Linked DNA regions of Rattus norvegicus: regions 2 and 3 are each linked to region 1. Evidence: chromatin contacts called from public Hi-C data. All regions are on one chromosome and are shown on one strand. Each heading gives the region's core, a stretch centred on a gene start, on an enhancer-like site or on the middle of the called end of the contact. The rest is flanking DNA. Distances are from core to core; before and after follow the strand shown.

Region 1 (3,193 bases), core at 446-2,945:
TGTTCTGCTCCTAACTTTCCCCTCGCACACACCACAACAGCCCTCAGAACAGAGGTCGGTCCGTCCGCACGATTCTCTCCAACCCACGTGTATTTCCTTCAGTCTATTTTTGCACATAAGGGAACATTTGAAGAAATGTCCTTAATTCCAGACACTTGCATTCACCTCCACCCCCGAGCCTTTTTGGAGGTGACTTGAGTGTCATGCGGTCCTTCCTATTATTAGCACAATACCTAAGCAGCCCCAACCACCCAAACTCCTGTTTCTCATGATATATATATATATATATATATATATATATATATATATATATATCCTAGCAAAAAAGTAGCCATGACCCCCTAGCCTCAGGAACACTTGGCAAGGATCCCTGTATCTCAGCCGTATCTATCGTTCTAGTCTAGAATGACACCAGCTTCTACGTGTCTTGCTGACATTTCCGACTTTTAGTGGGGTTGCCATCAATCAATCCCTTGAATCTGTTTTGGAAAAATTAAATAGCTCAAGTCAAGGCAAGCACAGTAAATAATCCTTCTACAATCCTAGTGAGTGGCGGGGACAGTGGAGACAGGGCGCTGTCCTCTCGTTATTTGAAATGCATTTAATTTGCCGCTGGATCCTCCACACCAGCCCAGGGTGCTCACAGGGCACAAAAAGAAGAAACCAAAAACTCTCTTCAAACATGGGGCTCTAGCCCAAGTGGGATAAGCGTGAGTGGGTACCGGGGGAATGACTTGTCAACAGGGAATCCAGTGGCTCTCTCTTGTGGTTTAGTGTGTAGGAGTTATCCCTTTAAGTAGGTGTGTGTGTATGTGTGTCTATTGTATGTATGTGTATATATGTATGTATGTGTATGTGTGTGTATGTGTGTATGTATGTGTGTATTATGTGTGTATGTGTGTATATTGTGTGTGTTGTGTGTGTATGTGTGTATGTGTGTGTACGTGTGTGTACATGTGTGTATGTGTGTGTGTACCTGTGTGTTGTGTATGTGTGTGTGTGCATGTGCGCAGGTGGGTGTATATTCACAAACACCTGTGTGGATAAAGGACAACCTTGAGTGTCATTCCTCAGGCGCTGTTTACCTTTTGATATACATTTCTCTGTATGGTTTCTGTTTATATTGTCACATTTGTGGGCGTGTGTGTGTGTGTGTGTGTGTGTGTGTGTGTGTGTGTGCCTATGAGTGTGGAGGTCTAGGACTGACACTGGGAGCCTTCCTTAAGTGCTTACCTCTTTATTCATTGAGGAATGGTTTCTTAGCTGAATCAGAGCCAGCCAGTCACAGGATCCCCTGTATCCACTCAGAGCTGGAATTACCGGCAGGTTGTTGCATCTGCCCAGCATTTCCATGGACTCTGGAAATGCAGGTTTATGTGGAGAAGGTGACCCATCTCCCATTTCTCACCCTGCCCCCCCCACACACATCATTTCTTGATGGGACAGGGTTTCTTGATGGCCTAGGACTTGCAAAGTAGGTTAGTCTGGAAAGTGAATCCCAAGAACCCGCCTGTCCCTGACTCCTGAGCACTGTGTTTAGAAGCGTGTGCTACCATGCCCCAATTCTTTTTCGTGGGTGCTGGGGATCAAACTCCAGTCGTCACGCTTCCAAGACAAACAATTTACTCACTGACTGTTTCCCAGCCCTCTATCTGGTTCTGATAGGCACAGGTCTGTGAGAAGCAGTAATAGGCTGCTGGGTGAGTAATTCCTGGAGTCAGACCAGAGACTGGCCTTGACCCTCTCTTACTGAGCATGGACCTTAGAGAAGCGGGTATCGTATCTGGTCCCAGTGTCCTCTGATAAGTCTGTTAGTGACTGGGTGGACCAATGAAGGGAAGATAACGGTCTATCCTTTGCCCTCCCCCCACAGACTGGTGGAAATCTTACCGTTTACTCTTCTTGGTTCGGGGCTGGCCCAGAACTGCTCTGACTGACTGAGCTGAGCAGTAGAAAGCTGAGCAGTCCCCTCTGGTTCTGATTGCTACAAGGACAAGCACCAAGTATTTTCCCCCTAGCATCAGAGACCAGCAACCAAGCCAAGAGTCAAACCATAACGGAAGATTGACAAAACAGTTGTAATGTGCTGATATTAAAATAGCTGTGCACACAGGGAATGACCCATAGAAGCCAGCAGAGGACAATATTCAGCGCTGAGGACACGGCAGGCATTCTCCACCTCCACAAGCTCACCTGTACTGGTAACACTGGTCAGATTACATTTTCTGACTATCTTACAATCCTGGAGCCTGTATCTACAAACGCACACCCCTGGACTCACAGATAGTGCCACATCGCTGTGCCCTCGTCTGTGTGCTTGTTTCTCATGCACCTCCGGTTTCCAAATCATTTGGCCAAGCTGCTGCTTTGCCTTCGTGACCGTCATGCTACAGGCAGCTCACCTAGGTCTCCTGTTGTAAGGCCACTGAAAGGCCACTTCCCTTTCAACAGGTCCGGAGCAGGTAAAGTTTATCAAACATTGATATGGAGTCCCCTGCTGTATACCTGAAAGCTTCTTGCTCTCTTTAGTCCCAGGAAGTCATCAGTTTTGCTTGAGAAACGGATCTTCGGATACTTTGGCATGACATTAGTAGAACTCCCTGACTGCGAGGAGATCTAGAGCCGTTGTTCTCAACCTCCCCAATTATTTATTACAGTTCCTCATGTTGTGGTGACCCTCATCCCCTCCCCTCCAGCCAGAACATTATTCTGTTGCTACCTCATCACTGCAAGTTTGCTACTGTTTTGAATCATAATGTAAATATCTGATATGCAGGATATCTGATAAGTGACCCCATGGGGGTCGGGACCTACGGGTTGAGAACCATTGATCTAGACCATAGTCTGAGAAAGAATGGAAGAGTGAGCTACGGAAAAGAACCCAAGTCCCTGAGGAGTCACTAAGTTAACCAGCTTTGGGGGCTCCTATAGTATGACCTCTTTCTAGGACAGTGTTCTAGTTTCATCACTATTGCCATAAAAAAATTACTCTGACAAAAATCAACTTAGCGGGCAATGTGGCTATTTAAAATGAGGATTCCTTTGCAGGGAGGTCAAGGTAAGAACTTCACCCAGCTAGTCATGTCACATCCACAGTCAAGAGCAGAGGGAATGAATGTAAGCACAGCTGCTTGCTTGCTTGCTTGCTTGCTTGCTTGCTTGCTATTGATTGATTGCTATTGATTGATTGCTG
Region 2 (3,193 bases), core at 197-2,696, 450 kb before region 1:
GTCAAGAACGCCAGCCAGCGCTGGTTTACGTAACCATCCTTGTTTTGTTTCCAGTTGGGAGGTGAGGTCAAAGGTTAGCTTTCATAGAGGCTCACTATCCAGACAAGGCCTGAAGCCTTTCCAGGGGCAGAGTCCGGGTGACGTTGGATGTTGACCTCTAGTGTCAATGGACAAGGGGCCAGTGATGAAATCTTTGCCTCAGGTTTTCTAGGCAAAAACGGGAACTTAGCTATGTAGAGCCATAACCAGACTTTGTTATTCAAGGAGACCTGTGAAACGAGAGGTCTGGATTCACCGCGGACTGACTGTTTCCTTGAGTCTAAAAGGAGGCAAAGTCGTACTGAGCACCTGGAACCCTCCTAAAACGTTCTCTGTGTGTATGGTTTATCTGTAGGCAATGTGTTTACATACGTGTGCATGTCTGGAGACCAGAGGATGATGTTGAGTCTTTCTCAGGTTCCATTTTGACACACGGCTTCTCACTGAAACTGCCTTAGCTGACCCGGCTGGCCGGTAAGCCTCAGGGATCCCTGTCTCCCTCTGTCCAGTGCTGGCATTGCAGGTACTCACCACTGTGCTCAGCTTTTTATCTGGGTGCTGGGGTTCTGAACTCAGGTCCTGGTGCTTGCATAGCAAACGCTCCACCCCCGACCTATCTCCCAGTCCACCAGACGGGAGTCTCAGGCAGTAAAAGGAGTCACAGACGCCAAGAGCTTAGAGCCGGACGCTGCCTATAGCTGCCCCAGGAGATGCTATTGTTTTTCTGTCCTTGAGACCAACTGCAGCCACTCAAGAGAAATGGCTGTGCGGTGGGCACCCTGTTAGGCATAATTTCATCCTCATAGAAACTCTCTGTGCTACTGATTTTTTTTTGTCCCCAGGCATAGATGAAGAAAGTGAGGCATGGGGACCATCTGCTCAAGGTTACACATTAATGGATAAGGGACGTGGAAATCTAACTCAGGGGTGGCTGGCACAAGCTATCGCTTCTTACTACAAGGTACCCCGAGCAAAGCAAACAAACAAACAAAAAACAAAAACAAAATAAAAAAACCCAAACAAACAGAACAAGAAGCATCCTCACCCTAGGTATGTTCCAGGCCTCCTGAGAAGGCTATCCGGGAGCTCTTTCAACAGCCAACACGACAGAGTCATGGCTGTGATGTTTTCAAGCGATGTTTTTTAAAAGGATTCTTTTGGAACGATAACTAGATCTCGGGAAGTTTATTTTACGTAAGATTCCAACTTTTTTTTTGTAAGCTTTTGTGCAGCTTATGGGTTGCTCTGTTTTGCCTTAGCGTTTAAAGACCTGGTCTTCCTTTAAGGGCACGCGGAGGCCCCTTCAAAATCAAACCGGTCAATGGCATTGATTGGCTTTGCTGCTGTGTGCAGAAGACATTTCATGAAGGCTTTCTGTGCCAGCTGAGCCTGTCACCGCGGATGGCATTTGAGGCTAGAGACTCAGCTGTGTCCTGTAGGGCTGTGGGTGAGGGATAGTGCGTGTTGGGGCACTCCTGTGCACTGCTGCGAGGGGTCCAGGTGAAGTTGGGGTGCATCGTGTGGTGGTAAGGGTGGAAACACAGAATCCCTGAGGTCCCCAATACCCTCTTTCTTCAAGGAAAGGATGACCAGCATAACCTGAAGATTTGTCACACTCAGAGTGGAGTTGACTCTGACTGAGCTTGCTCCTTGGCTAGCTCACTGCTCCTGGCTCCTGAACTTTTCCTCCCCCCCCCCCCACCAAGACCACAACAAGGGAAGATTGACAGCTGGAATGGAAAAACCCACAGTGTGGTCTACAAATACAGATAGGGCCAGAAGTGGGGGAAGATCCTCTCTCCTTCCCTGTTTGTTCAGAGATAAAGAGGCCCATTCAGTCCACATGGGGTTCAGAAATTTAAACATACATCAATGGATGGCAGAATGGAACTGCCCTGCTTGGGCCAAGTCCAGAGTCAGGCACCTCAGGTTCCGAGCCCTCTGTGCCAAGTGTCCCCAATCCCTCCCTTTCAAACCGTCACCCTTTAAGCATTTACTGTGCAATCTCAGAGCCAAGACGTTTCTTTTTCTTCTATATTTTTTTGATTTAAAAAAAGAAGCCTCTTATATTTCTAATCCTGGAGTTTCAGATCTGACAATCCCCGTTCCAAAGACAAAAGTTCTTTTTTTCTTTTGTCTTATCTTTTTTTTTAATTCTTTACTGGAATTTTTTCATTCCTTCTCACCCATCCCAGCCCCATTTCTCATTTCCTCAGGAAACCATTTAGCTAGAGACACAGGGAAAGTTCCCCCAGCACATTTCACCAGCCCCCACAGACTCCCACATTCCAGGCAGTGATCAGACACTAAGAACGCACAGTCTCGCCCGTGAGCATTTCTGCCAGGGGACAGTTGGAAAGGCTCTCACCCCTATTCACACCAGCTTGCCTTCAGGAACTCCTGCAAATGTCAGGTCGGCCCCTCCATGTCACTTTTTGGAATATCCAGGTAAAGCCACCACGGAGCTCCCATGGGGTCACTGGAGAGGACACTCCTGTGTGCTTTCCAGGATTCTCTTGGAAGAGCACCTGCAGAGACAGTCTGGGGGAGGGGGCTGCAGTGGGAAGATGCTGCACTCTGCAGAGTTTTATCTGTTGGCGGACAGGCGACCGGCGGGCAAGACCTCTGTTCCCTGTTTTGGAGGAAGGCTCTGCATCTCCAGGAGGAACGAATAGACCCAAAGAGAGCAAATTAAGTGTGTGTTTTGGTGGTAAGTGTTAGGAGGAAATAAAACATTTATGGAAATAAACTATTTTACTATAATGAGTAATTTCCACTGTGTTTTCAAAAAAAAAAAAGTGTCCCTAATACTCCAAGAGTCAGTTGTCTGCTGTCAGGGATCAGGCATTCCTTGGGGAATGAGGGATGCCTTTGTCCTGTCTACAGCAGGGAGCCTACATCTTCCCACAAAGGTAGGCTAAGAATTTCCACCAGCAAAGATCTGGCATCGCATGGGTTCCGCACTAACTCCTGGTTGGACACCATGTGACGAGAAGGGGGGGGGCGTCTGTAGAGAGCTTAAAAAGCATTCTCCACTTTATGGTTCCCCACAGATGGAGAACCTGTGAGAAATATCTGTGAGGCAAAGAACAAGTGGGCAGGCAGAGTGTTTTCAAGCCCAAGGAGAACCAGAAGGAGTCTTTGTACCCTTCTT
Region 3 (3,193 bases), core at 385-2,884, 310 kb before region 1:
AGAAATGTCTGCAGGAACATTTGTTTGTTTGTGTGTGTGAATTTTTTTTTTCTTGCAGTATGTATGTGTGTCCCTAGTGTCTATGGAGGTCAGAAGAAGGCATTCAGTCCTCTGGAACTGAAGTTACAGGTGTTTGTGAGCCACCACATAGGGGCTGAGAATGGACTCAGGTCCCCTGTAAGGGCATACAGTGCTCCTAACTATGGGGTTACCCCTCCATCCCCTGCCTCGTTTTAATAGGGCCATTTCCACACCCTCAGCTTTCCCTTGACTATCCTACCGTCAATGTTTCCACCCCAAAACTGTGGATATTTTCACAATAAACTTATTGAATGGAGAAAAATTACCAAGCTGTCTGCTTCCATTTTCCCTCTGGATTCCAGCGAAGGCTGTGGAAGGGAAGCCACTCGGGCCAGGCTTCACTGCACATCAGAGGACTCTGGCCGGCGGATCCGAGGACCCCCATTTTGTTGAAAATAGAATTGTAAAAAAAATAAAGGTGGTGGGGGCAGGTTAATCCTGTTAAACATGGTGTGTGTTTCTGCAGCGCGCAGGGAGGGATTAGAGGACGAAGGAGACCAAGTACTGTGTCAGCCTCGCCAGTGTCACTAAGGCGACATGACAACTTGTCTTGCGCGATCTTTACAGCATGTTAGGCTGACTCAGAAGTGTTTTCTGGCGTCCCCTTTGTGTCCCCCATGGGGTTCTTTCATTTCTTAAACTTTCTTTCTTTCCCTGTCCCTTTCTTCCCCACACCACGGCTTTGCTTTTTAATCCACGGTGTCTCCCTCAAGTCAAAACATTTAGCTGGCTCTGATCGAGATTTGGTTTTGAAGATGCCCTTTGACCTGGCACTGTGCAAAGCAGCCTCTGAGAAGTGTACAGTCCACCCTCAACCTTTTGCCCTTTCCCGGGGCTCCAGAAACAGCTTCTGGGGAAAACAGCTCGTTCTGGACCGCACATCACACACAGGAGCTGCCCCCTCCCTTTTTCGTCCATTCCTTCCTTCTCTCCTTCCCATACTGATTTACTTTCTCCACAAACCTTTCCACCTTTTTTGTTTCCCCACATCTCCGGGGCATTCACCCTGCCTAGAATGTTCCTTGTCACAGCTCTCTCCTTTCTTTCTTCCTTGTTTGCTGTTTTCTCTTCAGTTCTCCTTCAGTCAACAGCTTCCTTTCATCTGTTCTTTCCTAGAAATACCTTCTTGGGCAGCAGGTACGCAGCGCTGACTCCAGGGCTCTGCTGCCCTAAGCACACTGAGCTGTGTCCTCCGTCTCACTCTCTGAGACTCTTTCCCCTGTTCAATGTTATTTAATGACTTTTCCTCCTTTCCTTTCCTTTAAGCAGCACACGGACACTTGTAATAAAAGGTTGTGCACCCTTGAAGTTTTCCAAGCTGAAGTGAGGTCAGGTGACCCGGGAGGTGGTGAGGGGCCCCACGGCTGACACAGCAAACGAAGGAAGAGGTGCCGTAGAGGAAGCGTGGGTCACTGTCTTTCCGAAGCAGGTGTCCAGCCCGGTTGGCCATGTGGCTGGCTGTCCGTCTTTCTGAGGCTTAGACACCCTGTGGCCCACGGTCCCTTCCCCCGCTCCTGCTTTCCTCACTGGCTTACCACCAGAGACTAGATGTTGAGTCAATGGAAAAACAACGCTGGCCAACATTAAAGGGAGACTGTTTGGGAAAGGAAGGCCCTGCTAGGCCGCAGAGGAAGCCTGCGTGTTAACACGGGCACCTCTTATCTGGGGCAGCTGGGTCTGAGCTGAGTGTGCTCACTCTATCCTTTGGCAAGAGGTCTTCTGCAGACAGGCAGCCTTGGGACTGAGGAGCCATTCTCAGTCCAGAGTGTCCCCAGAACTGTAGAGACAAAAGCCATTGCTCCCCCTAGAGACCGAGACATGGACTGGGAAGCTATGGTTTGAAGGGAGCATGCTTCCTAAAGTCTCTGGATTCTATTCACCCTGGGCCCAGGGAACTAATTCCCATGTGCGGTGAGACTTCCCTTCTGGCCCAAATGTGAGTCCTGGGAAGACTAGAGAGAAAGCAACCTGAAGGAAGGGGGGAGGGGCTCTGAGTTGCTTACTGGAGTCCTGATAGAAGCATAAGGCAAGTGGCTACCAGAGCACAGATTCTCGGTATCTTTTGTGGCCCAGTGAGCTACAGCACACTGACATCTTCAGACCTCGTTCTGAGGAAAGGCTCGGCAGAACCTGTTAAGAGGAGGTCTGTCTCCTCAGCCTGCCTCAGATCCACCATGCCCATCACCAAGAAGTGTTTTCTCGGCGAGGTGAAGTCCCTGTGATAACGGCTGGACATGTTACTTTGGGAAACATTGGCTGCATCCACAGTAACAGAACAGCTTGGAGTTCCATTCTGCTTCTGGGCGAGTTTGAATCAGACGCTAGATGTGAGCTAGTCATTGCTGCCTTTCCATTTGTGCTGTGTGTGTGTGTGTGTGTGTGTGTGTGTGTGTATCTGTGTGTGTGTATCTGTGTGTGTCTGTATGTGTGTGTATTTGTGTGTGCATGTGTCTGTGTGTGGGGGTGTGTGTTTCTGTGTGTGTGTGTGTCTCTGTGTGTGTGTATTTGTGTGTGCATGTGTCTGTGTGTGTATCTGTGTGTGTATCCATATGTGTGTGTCTGTGTGTGTATCTGTGTGTGTATCCATATGTGTGTGTATTTGTGTGTGCATGTGTGTGTGTGTGGGGTGTGTGTGTCTGTGTGTACATGTGTGTGTGTCTGTATGTGTGTGTATTTGTGTGTGCATGTGTGTGTGTGGGGTGTGTGTGTCTGTGTGTGCATGTGTGTGTGTGTGTCTATGTGTGTGTGTCTATGTGTGTGTATTTGTGTGTGTGTGTCTGTGTGTGTATGTGTGTCTGTGTGTGTGTGTCTGTGTGTGTCTGTGTGTATTTGTGTGTGTGTGTCTGTGTGTCTATGTCTGTGTGTGTGTATTTGTGTATGTGTGTCTGTGTGTGTGTGTATGTATGTATGTGTGTGTGTTGTGTGTATGTGTGTGTGTTGTGTGTATGTGTGTGTATGTGTGTGTGTGTATGTGTGTGTGTGTTGTGTGTATGGGGCAGGCAGGTGTTATTCCTCAGGCACTGTATCTACACTCATATCACTTTTATTTCTAAATTGAATTAAATTTAATATTTATAATAAATAATTAAATTAAATTATTTATTTTTTTATT

Evidence for each region. Hi-C and Micro-C count contacts between places; a contact is called where the count stands out from the background.
Region 2: a contact with region 1 is called in a Hi-C map of liver, with 15 times the contacts expected there. The contact joins two enhancer-like sites. A contact is called at or near these places in 2 of 12 Hi-C or Micro-C datasets (both in liver).
Region 3: a contact with region 1 is called in a Hi-C map of liver, with 4 times the contacts expected there. The contact joins two enhancer-like sites. A contact is called at or near these places in 2 of 12 Hi-C or Micro-C datasets (kidney and liver).

Annotation. Positions count from the first base shown.
Region 1 is chr13:104,570,831-104,574,023 of GRCr8, forward strand. No RefSeq gene overlaps it. Among named protein-coding and RNA genes, the nearest start is that of Prox1, 320 kb to the left of the region's middle. Within about 2 kb of position 1,696, at least 5 of the 93 cell types and tissues checked have an H3K27ac peak or open chromatin away from gene starts, as enhancers often do. A contact at or near this core is called in liver, where this site is marked.
Region 2 is chr13:104,124,430-104,127,622 of GRCr8, forward strand. No RefSeq gene overlaps it. Among named protein-coding and RNA genes, the nearest start is that of Prox1, 120 kb to the right of the region's middle. Within about 2 kb of position 1,447, at least 3 of the 93 cell types and tissues checked have an H3K27ac peak or open chromatin away from gene starts, as enhancers often do. A contact at or near this core is called in liver, where this site is marked.
Region 3 is chr13:104,260,732-104,263,924 of GRCr8, forward strand. It overlaps LOC120096346 (a long non-coding RNA gene), which reads left to right. Exons shown (of 2, transcript XR_005492742.2): 2 at 1-3,193. Among named protein-coding and RNA genes, the nearest start is that of Prox1, 11 kb to the left of the region's middle. Within about 2 kb of position 1,635, at least 2 of the 93 cell types and tissues checked have an H3K27ac peak or open chromatin away from gene starts, as enhancers often do. A contact at or near this core is called in liver, where this site is marked.